2 separate regions of the Gossypium hirsutum genome follow, and region 2 is linked to region 1. Evidence: chromatin contacts called from public Hi-C data. All regions are on one chromosome and are shown on one strand. Each heading gives the region's core, a stretch centred on a gene start, on an enhancer-like site or on the middle of the called end of the contact. The rest is flanking DNA. Distances are from core to core; before and after follow the strand shown.

What was found. Hi-C and Micro-C count contacts between places; a contact is called where the count stands out from the background.
Region 2: a Hi-C map of leaf shows a contact between it and region 1, with 3 times the contacts expected there. The contact joins the promoter of LOC107945401 here to the promoter of LOC107941225 in region 1. A contact is called at or near these places in 3 of 34 Hi-C or Micro-C datasets (all in leaf).

Annotation. Positions count from the first base shown.
Region 1 is chrD12:29,841,187-29,846,750 of Gossypium_hirsutum_v2.1, forward strand. It overlaps LOC107941225 (lysine-rich arabinogalactan protein 18), which reads left to right and starts at 2,620. Exons shown (of 2, transcript XM_016874782.2): 1 at 2,620-3,557; 2 at 3,782-4,045. The coding sequence starts at 2,970. The coding sequence ends at 3,865. LOC107945352 (U-box domain-containing protein 4) reads right to left here. Exons shown (of 6, transcript XM_016879318.2): 5 at 4,699-5,564; 6 at 4,099-4,615. The coding sequence ends at 4,556.
Region 2 is chrD12:30,697,426-30,702,989 of Gossypium_hirsutum_v2.1, forward strand. It overlaps LOC107945401 (OVARIAN TUMOR DOMAIN-containing deubiquitinating enzyme 7), which reads right to left and starts at 3,458. Exons shown (of 11, transcript XM_041107911.1): 1 at 3,215-3,458; 2 at 2,704-2,795; 3 at 2,446-2,528; 4 at 1,679-1,828; 5 at 1,535-1,596; 6 at 1,341-1,425; 7 at 1,085-1,234; 8 at 815-935; 9 at 135-259; 10 at 1-28. The coding sequence starts at 2,722.

The DNA of each region.
Region 1 (5,564 bases), core at 1,370-3,869:
GTTTTTTTTTTTAATTTATCAATGTTGTTTTGAAGAGAGAAAGGAAAGCACGTCTTACATGGTGCATTTTCACTGTCTATGTCATTGAAAATGCGTCTTATAGGGCGTATTTTTAGCTACGTCAGCTGAACATGTGTCATGTTTTCACAAATTGACAATTTAGCTCTTTTGATCAAATGGTTAAGCGTTAGTGTTTTTAGTCTTAAGTCTTAGGTTCAATTCCTCTCCTATTCATTTTTGTAATTTTTATTTCATGTTATTTTAAGTTTTTTTTAATTAATATTTTTGACACATTAGCTCTTTTGGTTAGATGGTTAGATAATTGTAATTTCTTCTTTCAGTCCTAAGTTTGATTCCTTTTATAAGAATTTTAATATGTATTTTTTATTTCAACTTTTTTATTATTTTTAATTAATATTTATAATTAATAAATATATTGTTTTCAAGTTTTTTTATTTTTTATTTATCTTTTTAATTAATAACTCTTTTATTTATAAAATCAAATAATTATTGAAAATATCATTATTTTTAGTAAATATAATTTTTATTTGTGTAATTTTTATCTTTCAATCCATATCATGAATGTAGTAAATTGACATATTATATATTTTTGTATAATGTATGATGATGATGAATAGATATAAATTTATTATATATGACAATCCAATAATATATTCTACGATTCATACAATGTATGATGATGATGTATAGATAATGATTGTGGAAGGGTCGAGCTTTATAGCATTGAAGAAGAATATAGATCGGCGATATTTTAAAACCGAAAAATCTATATTGTGATGCTGTGCAAAATAATAGGAGTGAGCAAAATTCAATTTGATCCAAAAAAATTAAATTTTGAGTTAATTGAATCGAGTTATTTGAATTATTCAAGTCAACTCGAGTAAGTAATTCGAGTTTCGAGTTCGAATCGAGTTGAATTTTACAATTAAAATAACTCGAATAATTCGAATAACATATTGGTATAAATACCTTTTTGGTCTCTGCCAAGTTTGAAAATGAACAAATTGACCTCTCTCTCAATAAAAATTACAAAATAATTTTAAAATTTCAAAATATTTATAAAAATTCCAAATTTATACTTTTTAAAAATTATAAAAATTTCAAAAAAAAATCTGAAAAAATATAAAGAAAGTTAAAATATTAAAATTTTTCTAGAATAATAATTTTGGGACCTAAATAAGTTAATTAATGATTCAAGTTTATCATACTAAAGTAATTTTTTTATTCTGCTTTGAAAAAGTTTTCAAATATATATGGTTTCAAATTTAAGTATTATAACATGGAATTAGTTATAGTATAACAATATTTTAATTTAACATGTTTAATTTTTTAATTTAACTCGAACAATTTCATTCGAATTGACTCGAATTTTATTTTACTCAATTCAATTTGAAAAAATTTAAATCGAGTTAAAATGATAAAATAAAACTCGTTAACTCAATTAACTCAAAAATTTTTAATAGAGTCAGTGGAATACTCACTTTTACATAATAATGTACCGAGAGAGGCCAAAGGGTGGAGGTGAAATAATTACACAACTCAACTATTTTGCAAAACTTTTTTTAAAACTCTAATATATAGATGATAAAAAAAAGCCTTAGCCACTTGACAATTTTTAACGAAAAGAGAGAAGGTTAGAGTGTTTAAGTATAATACACGTCACGTTATTCCAGACAAGTTTTGCTTGCAGAGACACAGTTTCTTGCCGGTGAGTCGGTGACCCATCTCAAAATATCACCCGTAACTGCTTTACCCGGTCACGCGGCCACCTCCTATTGGTTTGTCTCTTTGCGCAGCCATAGCCCACTCTCCCTACGTCCAGCTGTCTCACTACTTCATAACAATTGTATCATTCAATTAGTTATTGTAGGTTTAATTTTTTTCAACCCCTTTACTCTTTCAGCTTTTAAATTTTAATCTATCACCTTTTAATTCCCTATCTCTCCTGCTTGATTTAAAAATTAAAATTTAATTAATAACATTTCCATTCAATTTAAATATATTATATTATTATTTTTAGATCAAAGCTTCGAATATTAAAATTTAACCAAGTTTTCATGAATTGGACTTTTAAATAAAAATGAAGAGAAACTAAATTTTTAAAATCAAAAGTAGGAAGGCTAAATTTTAAAACCCCAAAGAGTATAGGGGTTGGGGATAGAATTAAACATTTATTATAATATTAATTAGTAGGGTAAACTACACCTAAGGTCACTAAATTATTAGTAAATTCATATTTTGGTCACTTAACTTTAAAAAATTACAACATGGTCACTGAATTATTCAAAAGTATTTATTTAAGTCATTGAGTTGTTAAGTATTTTTTTATGACGATTGATACAATGGATTAGTACCTATGAAGAGTAGAACATACCTTGTAAGAGATCGAAAAAGAAAACTATTTGAATTTTGATTCGTAAATTCATAACATTTAAAATTGCTCCACGAAAATAATTAAATTGTTGAAGAGAAGAAGAATGAGATTTTATGATTGGTGCAGACCGTGTGTATAAAGAAAGTTATCCAACAGCGATTTAATAGCCCAATGAATTAAATAAAATCCTTCGAATGATTTAGTGACTATTTTCTAACTTTTTGAAGTTGAACGACTTAAATGTAAATTTATTAATACTTCAGTGACCTTGGGTGTAGTTTACCCTACTCAGGTAATGTAACAACAAATTACATGGTTCATGTATGTGGGCCCCCAATCCAGACTGTCGAGTCTTGATCGCCACATTACAATTTGATGACGGTGGGCCCCGAAATAGCTTCTCATCCAACGGCTATTTCTGATCCAAACACGTTCCTAACTTTTTCTTCTTTTCTTTTTATAATCATCATTTTTTCTGATTCTCTCCCTCATTTATTTATATATTTATTGAGAGTCTGTCGTCTCGTTGTCATTAGTTTCTGTTACTACTTCACTCTCCCTCTGTCTTCAAGAAATGGATCGTAGAAGTGCATTTGCAGTTGCTTTGATTTGCTTTGTGGTAACCGCTGTCGGTGGTCAATCTCCGGCAGCCTCACCTACTAAAGCTCCGCCGGCCGCGGCTACTCCTGCTACTGCTCCCGCTACTGCCCCTGTTAGCAAACCTAAATCACCGGCTCCAACTGCTGCCCCTACCACTTCCCCACCAACTTCTTCACCACCGGCTGCGGCTCCGGAGAAGTCTGCGGCGGTTCCAGCCCCATCTAAATCTGCTACGGCTTCTTCTCCTCCGGCTGCTGCTCCGGTGAGTTCTCCACCTGCTCCAGTACCTGTGAGCTCTCCTCCAGCCAAATCGCCTCCCGTTGCTGCACCGACGACTCCACCAGAGAGCTCGGCCTCTCCTCCGGCTCCTGTTGCTGCACCAACTACTGCTGAGGTTCCGGCCCCAGCTCCAAGCAAGAGCAAGAGCAAAAGCAAGAAATCCAAGAAACACCATGCTCCGACTCCTTCACCTGATATGCTTGGACCTCCCGCTCCACCAACTGGAGCTCCTGGACCTAGCCTCGATGCTTCCTCTCCCGGTCCATCTGTCGCTGCCGATGAGGTACATTCTTTTTCTTTACTAACGCTTCAGTAGCTTACATCATATAACAATGCGCTTTCAGATCCGAACTTTTACACTGCATAAATGTAGAGAGATCTTGTTTTTCTTTTAATCGCGTCTAAAGGATGCACCGTTGAGCTAGTTCATTTACTTTTCTGAAAAAGGACCGACCAACGGATCTTTTTTTCATGTAACATTTAAAGAGTTATTGTAAACAAATGCAGAGTGGAGCAGAGGCAATGAAGAACATGAAGAAGATAATTGGAGGGTTGGCGTTGGGATGGGCAGCCATTGCTTTGAGCTTCTAGATTTGTTTTGATCACATTCCACATTCTGCGTTGTAATTCTTTGGTTGGTGTACTGAGAGGCGGAAACTCTAGTTTTTTTTCCTTTGTAATTTCCACTATTCTTGTTTTTATCCCTTCATTTACCCATTTTCTGTCTTTTATTTTTCGATTATATAATAAAATCACAATTTATTTTACTAATACCAATGCTAATGAATCTCAAGATCGTTTGTGCGGGTTAAACATTGTAAAAGTAACAAAACTGAAACGATCATATATAGCTCATGATTACAGGGAAAAAAGGAGCTGTTTGGTTAGACAATGTTCCAATAAAAGTACAGAAAAGCTTAAAATGGCAGCAAATGCATATCTTACAAATCAATCTGAATATTTAGTTTAATCTGAAAGAACAGTTTTGAGTAAAAAATAATTAGGCATGAGGGCATAAACCAGGACAGACGTTATTCATTGGTTTCTATCGTCTTCTCCCCCGGCTGCAAACACCAGACAGACTCACATGTATGAAACTTCTTACATTCACAATTGCCACGTATCAGAAGAAGCACTTCACAAGAGGACTCTACAAATTAAAAATTCTCTTTTTCTCTACAACAAAAACCCTGTAAAATGTAAGCCCAAGCAACAAACCCTCAAAATGCATTATTTGAAGCATCAAACGTATACAAACTGTATTAGACCCAATGCCTACTTTCAGCCTCTTCCAGCACTACCATGTCGTTGGTTCCTGAAGTAGCTCAGAAGTGCCTGTGCCTGTGATCAACTCATGCTTAAATAATGGTAAAGAAGAAAGGTTTAGTTAGAAATAAAAGAAAAAAGAACAGCAGAACTATTACCTTCTCTTTAGCTCTTGGGGTGCCAGTCTGGGACAATGCCACTAGTGGTGGAACAGCTCCTTCTTGGAGAACCATATTGCAAAACCTACCACTGGTTGTGCAGAGTTGTAAAAGGGCAGCGGCAGCATTTTCCTTTCCTCTCGCTGAGCCCAACTCAACAACCTCGACCAGCACAGGAATCCCACCCTCCTGCCCAATAGCATTCCTCCCTTCAGGAATTGTAGCAAGATTAGCCAAAACAGCAACTGCCTTATCAACCATTCCAGCTGCTGGGTCCATCAAGTCCACAAGGTGTCTTACAGCACCGGCTTGCACAATTCGAGCCTTGTTTTCATGAAATATTGACAGATTAAACAAAGCGGTAGCTGCATCTTTCTTTCCCCTAGGGGTACCATTCCCCAATAAATCAACAAGAGGCTTGATTGCCCCAGACCTTCCAATCTTGACTTTGTTATCCTCAATGACTGAAAGGCTGAAGAGAGTGGCAGCTGAGTTTTCTTTAGCTTCAGGGCTTCCTGTCTCAAGGACATGAATCAGAGGCTCAATTGCATCGGCATCAGCAATTGCTGTTTTGTTGTTATCATTAATTGACAAGTTAAGAAGTGCTGTAACAGCATTTTCCTGAGTCTTCGTATCCGGTGAATGAAGCAAATCAACTAACAAGACAATGGCCCCACAGTTCGCTATTATAATCCGATTATCCATATTGTGCTTAGCAAGTAACCTGAGTTGAGCTGTGGCCTCTCTTTGAGTATCAACTGAAGTGCACTTCAAGTCCTCCACTAACTTCTTAACCTGGGCTTCAATGCCAGAAAGGTCAGCCCTGTTCTCAACACCAGGAGAAGAAACTATCCTTGGAATGAACC
Region 2 (5,564 bases), core at 2,208-4,707, 860 kb after region 1:
AGGGGCATAACTTGTTTCTTGGAATCTTCTGCAGTTTGGAAAGTTTAAGAGGGAAAAAGAGTGAAATCTTACTTTTAAACCACATTATTTTAACATCAAGGAAATGATTGTGTATTTTCATCACAGCATTAAACCTTTTCATCCAGCTGAGGAGTGTTACCACCGAGGGTTTTAGTGCCATCACTAGATGGATCCTGTTCGCAGGTCTTCCCTACATTTTCTTCCTTGTATTGTTCACTGTTTCCATTTTCATCATTACCTGGATACCATATTTAAGATAGATAAGTACACCATATATGTCAAAACATAATATCTTTAAACATCATAGAAAGCAAAACTTCAGCAAATGTCAAGCAGGCATCAAATAAAATGAATCAGATTTAACAAGAGATAACACAAAGAATGCATGTATCATACTATTTTTAATCATTACGAAACAAAAAGCAAACGAGGACTTTAACATGAATCTTCAACCAGTTTTAGTGCAGTTTCATTTCCTACCCAAATCTTCTCTGAAAATTTGCACAAGACGGATTCATAAATCCACTAATGCTAGGATGGACTAGAATGGACAAAACGGATAAAATCGCAGCACTGCATTTTCAAAAATTAGGACCATATATCATATAAACAGGTTTTTTATATTTCATCTTGTAATGGTCTTTCTAATCTCATCAACAAACTCAAAAAACCTACATACAATGTTATAGAAACAAAGTGGACTTTTTCATCATAAAGAAGAAAATTGAAAAGAAATGTAGGGGGAACCCTAACGAAATAACTAGAATTTGCCTACATACTGACCGGCCATTACCATAAGAACCATTTGCATGACAAGTAAGTGAATTATTTGCAGCTGTACATTCTTCAGCCCCTTGTTCTGCTATCAGAAACTCCATAGCAGCATCAACGTCACCATCTACTTGTAACAAAACCTGAAGAAGGATAACTAAGCAATGTAAACATAAAGGAGGAGAAAGTATTCCAAGCATGCAAAACATGGGACTCAAGGCCGCTTAGAAATGTCACAGCCATGCAGGGATAAAATACACCAGATAAAAAAAAATCATGCTAAATGCATCACCTGTTCAACTTTTTCCGCACTTTCACAACCACTTCCAGCCATTACTAATTTCATTGATCCTGTATTGATACAGTCCTTACCAGCTGCCCCCTTCATCTTACTAACTGCAGCTTTTGCTTGATTAGATGACGCTGAGATATCAGCATCTGCCTTTTGAGAATCTAGAAGTTAGTAGACTATCGTTACCAATTAAGACATCCAAACTAAAAAGCAGAATAAAATACAAGGATCATCACAGTGAAAAATAGACTCAAACCTTAATTATAATTGGCATTGCTGGCCCATTACAGGGGTCTTCTTTCAATCTTACACTGTTGTAGTGTTCTTCGTCATGATATGATCTGAAAAAAATTGTACTTCATAAAGCAGAATTGAAACTATAGACTATAATCGAGGAGTGTGAAAGCAAAATGAAGACTGCTAACAACAAAGGAATACTACAACACTTACAAATGGACCATGCGAGCTGCTCTATCTTCAAAATTCTTTATGTACCAGCGAGGTGACATGTTCTATACACCATGCAAAGCGTGAGGAATGACTTCCATGATGCTGAAGGTTAACCATAGAAGAGAGGAAAAGATAAGATCTTACCCGATGTATGCATATATTTCTGCGAGTAACAAGAGAAGCTGCCTGCAGTTCCATATGTCCAGCCCATGTGCCATCCTTTTCCATGGATTGACAGTATTCATCAAATGGGACATCATCCTCGATAAAGGGTTCAAACATTTCACGGTTCATCTGTTATCAGGTAAAAGTGAGAATTTCCTACAAGTTGAATCTTCGGTAAGAAGAAAAGATGGGAGAGGCATGGAGGGGAATGAGCCAAAACGAGGAACATATCATAAATCATCCAACTATCCAAGCAGGCAAAAAATATGTTAAATATCATCTAAGTAAAGAGAAATTAGCGATCTTCTAATTCACTGTTAACATACAGTTCTTTGGAAAAAAAAAATCAGTTAAAATAGGGCATATCATGCTACACAGAACCAAATAAGCACTGCTCATCATTTGTTTGTACATTTAGATTGTTTCAGATATGGGGGATTTGCATCTACTCACTGGAGTTAAGTGCTAAAATAAATGTCTTATTCAACAATGAAAATGTAATTAACAAGTAGTAGCCAAATGTAATGAAAATTCTAAGTTCATATCCTTATCCTTCAGTTTTCTAATTACCCATTCTAATCATTGACAATAACATATCTATAGTACACTACTACATGAACTAATGCAATTAAACAGTACTTACAATATTATTTCTATCGTCCAATGTAAACATCTGAAAACAGATTCGGAGGTTCTTACAGAACTATAACAAAAACAATAACAATGCCTTTATAATTATCATTTACCACTATATATTGCACCACCATGCTGCGATATTTTCCATGTTCTTCCTCGTTACCTTCCAACTGATCAGCAAGAGCCCTGCTAACTGAAAAGAGTGAGCAACTTCACCAAAATCAAAGATAATACGCACCTCAAGTATGACAATGAAGTACTGAAATCAGGTATAACGAATGCAGATGACATGAATGCTACAAAATACATTGTGAAAACATTCAGAAAAAGAACAAGGGGACAAAAAATGGAACTAAAAAGATACAAACCTGAAAAAACAATTACCATCTGCAGTCACTTTGATGATCTTTAGGCCCAAAGCATCGAGCGAAATATCTGCCTGCTTTCCCTGCTTCTTTACCTATCCACCAAACAGATTTTTGTTGGGTAATTTAGCAGGATGAAGAAATGCTCAACCATGGAAAGCATTAAATTGAGCGATCATCCAGTTATTTGGATGCTTTTCTATCAGTGGCATTCACAAATTGCAAAACCCAAACCTATTTTAAAGCACAAAAAAGTTGTGTAATATGTTGATTCAGCAAAAGAGATTGTTTTGTGAGGCCCCTTCTATTATTAGACATTAATATTCATCGAAAAGCAAAAGTTCAGAGCATTGCTCATCAAATATCTCACAATTTATCCATTGAAATCATTATCCTGATCATAAAAAAGTTTAGAAGTTCGTAGATAGACGACTACAGTATAGCCAAAACTGAAAAAAGAAAAGGAGATCGAATATGACGTAAAGAAACAGGGAAAGGAAAAACTAAAACTTACTTGGGGATGTTGTTGTTGTTGTTTCTTGGGTTTGGGTTTGGATTTTTGTTGTCTAGTTTTTACCATTGGTTCACGAGGTTGATGTTGATGTTGGATGAATTAGTAGGATTTTTGTGGTTCCGACAAAAGGGGGAAGATGATGATGATGCCGGTGATAGGGGTCGAAACTGAGCTTGAAATTGCGGCGACACGGACGTACGGAGTGGTGGAGTTCAGCCGCGACGGAGCATACCATATTATTGGGCTAAGTGAATTTAAACTCCAATGATGTAGTGGTAGCCCTGCTGCTTGGGCCAAAATGGTTGAGGCCTTTGGGTCCAACAAAGAGTTTTGATTATCCTTCAACTTCACCTAAGAACCTTGCTTAACTTCCATAATTTCAGCTCAATAATTATATTTATTTTGATTGATTTTTTTTTTGAATTACAACAATAGGTAAAGCCCGAACAATTAACGCAACTCGAACCTAAACCACACTTTGGGCAGTGAGCACCCTTGACCATCAAGCCATCACATGAGATTCTATTTCCATTGAAATTCAACCAAGTGATAAGAATATAAAAACATTAAAGCCCCATGGGCATTTACCTTTATTACGGTGCGTTTAATTTTTTTTCTCACGTTACAGTATATAATCTCATTGCTACTGTTGTTTTTACACTAACTGTAAGTAAACGCACCGTCCATCTAAAGTAACCCTAAATCAATTATATTTATTAAAATTTTAAATTTATTAAATTTAATTAAAATGCATATTTTTTTACATAATGTTTAAAATTATATTTTATTTTCTCAAAAATTATTTTTTACGACAATATTAAATTTTAAATTTTAAATTAAAATTTTAAAAATATTTGTTTTTACACTAACTGCAACTAAACACACAATCCATCTAAAGTAACCGTAAATAAATTATATTCATTAAAATTTTAAATTTATTAAATTTAATTAAAATGCATGTTCTTTTTACATAATGTTTGAAATTATATTTTATTTTCTCAAAAAATATTTTAATACTGTAATATTAAATACTTAAATTTAAAAAATATATTTTTTTACCATACTTTTTAAAAGTAATACTAAAGTAGTTATTAAAACATTATTTATCATATTTAAGGGAAGTTTATTGTGGACATTTAGGTAAAACTTAAATAAATGATTATAAGAACCTAGGGATGTCAATTGGGCGGGGCATGTAAAGGGGTGCTCTCTCCGCACCCAACCCCGCCAAGAATTTTCATTCCTATCCCCACCCTGCGACCTGTTGTGGGTACAAAACCCAAAACCATCCCTGTCCCACCACCCATGTGGGTCTTCAAACCCACCTAATTTCCGCTATACCTGTCTCGCGACCCATTTCATATAATATATTTATAAGTATTAATTAAATAAATATAAATTAATTTTTTTTATGAAAAAGTATAAAATACTTGTCCTTCAACTTCCACCACATATGTGACAAATGTAACACAAGTGCAAAAATTAAATACTGATAACTAAATAAAATACTATTAAGATAATTATTAAATTAAATTTTTATAAATATTTATATTTTAAATAATCAGGATGAGGCAAGTCTAATTTTTGTTCCCTTATTCACTAAATTGAGTGCAAAGTGGGATGAGACTCTGTAAACCCCGTCCCGTCCCATTGACATTTCTATATAAACCCATTAATCAAAAAAATAAGATTTACATTTACTCGTGCACGTAAGTTTTTTTTATTTTATTTTTTGATATATACATTAAAACCACATTAAATGACAAACCATTTTCCAACCGACTAAAAAAGCAAGGCTACCATTGAAGTTGACATTTGACATTGTCACTTGGTTCCTTCAACAAATAAACAGTGGCCACATCTTAGTTCTGCTATAAAAATTGAAGCCCACCTTTTCACAATACCCAAACTCCAAATCACTCCATCTATATCTTCAACTACCCCTGCCATTTTAGGGCGCAAGCTTCTACATCCTTCTAAAATTAAAATTTACCAATGAATCTTAGGTATAATACATGAGAAAATTTAGGTTCCAACCTTAAAAAAGATATTATTATTAGAGGATCATCTTTATAAATCGTGATCATATTAAAAAATTAGTTAAATTAAAATTTAGATGTTAATTTTATTAAATTAAATTCGTTTGTTTCCAAAGGTTGATGTGACAGGCATATTATCATGTATAATATACTGTCAATCTATTAATTTCACATAATAGTCATAAAAAAAAAGTCTCATCATTTTAATTGATGAATTTAATGGCTACCATTTTAAAATTTAAAAAAGTATAGAAATTAAAAATGATTGAATTGAAAAACACTGACTAAATCTATAATTTATGCATAAGTAT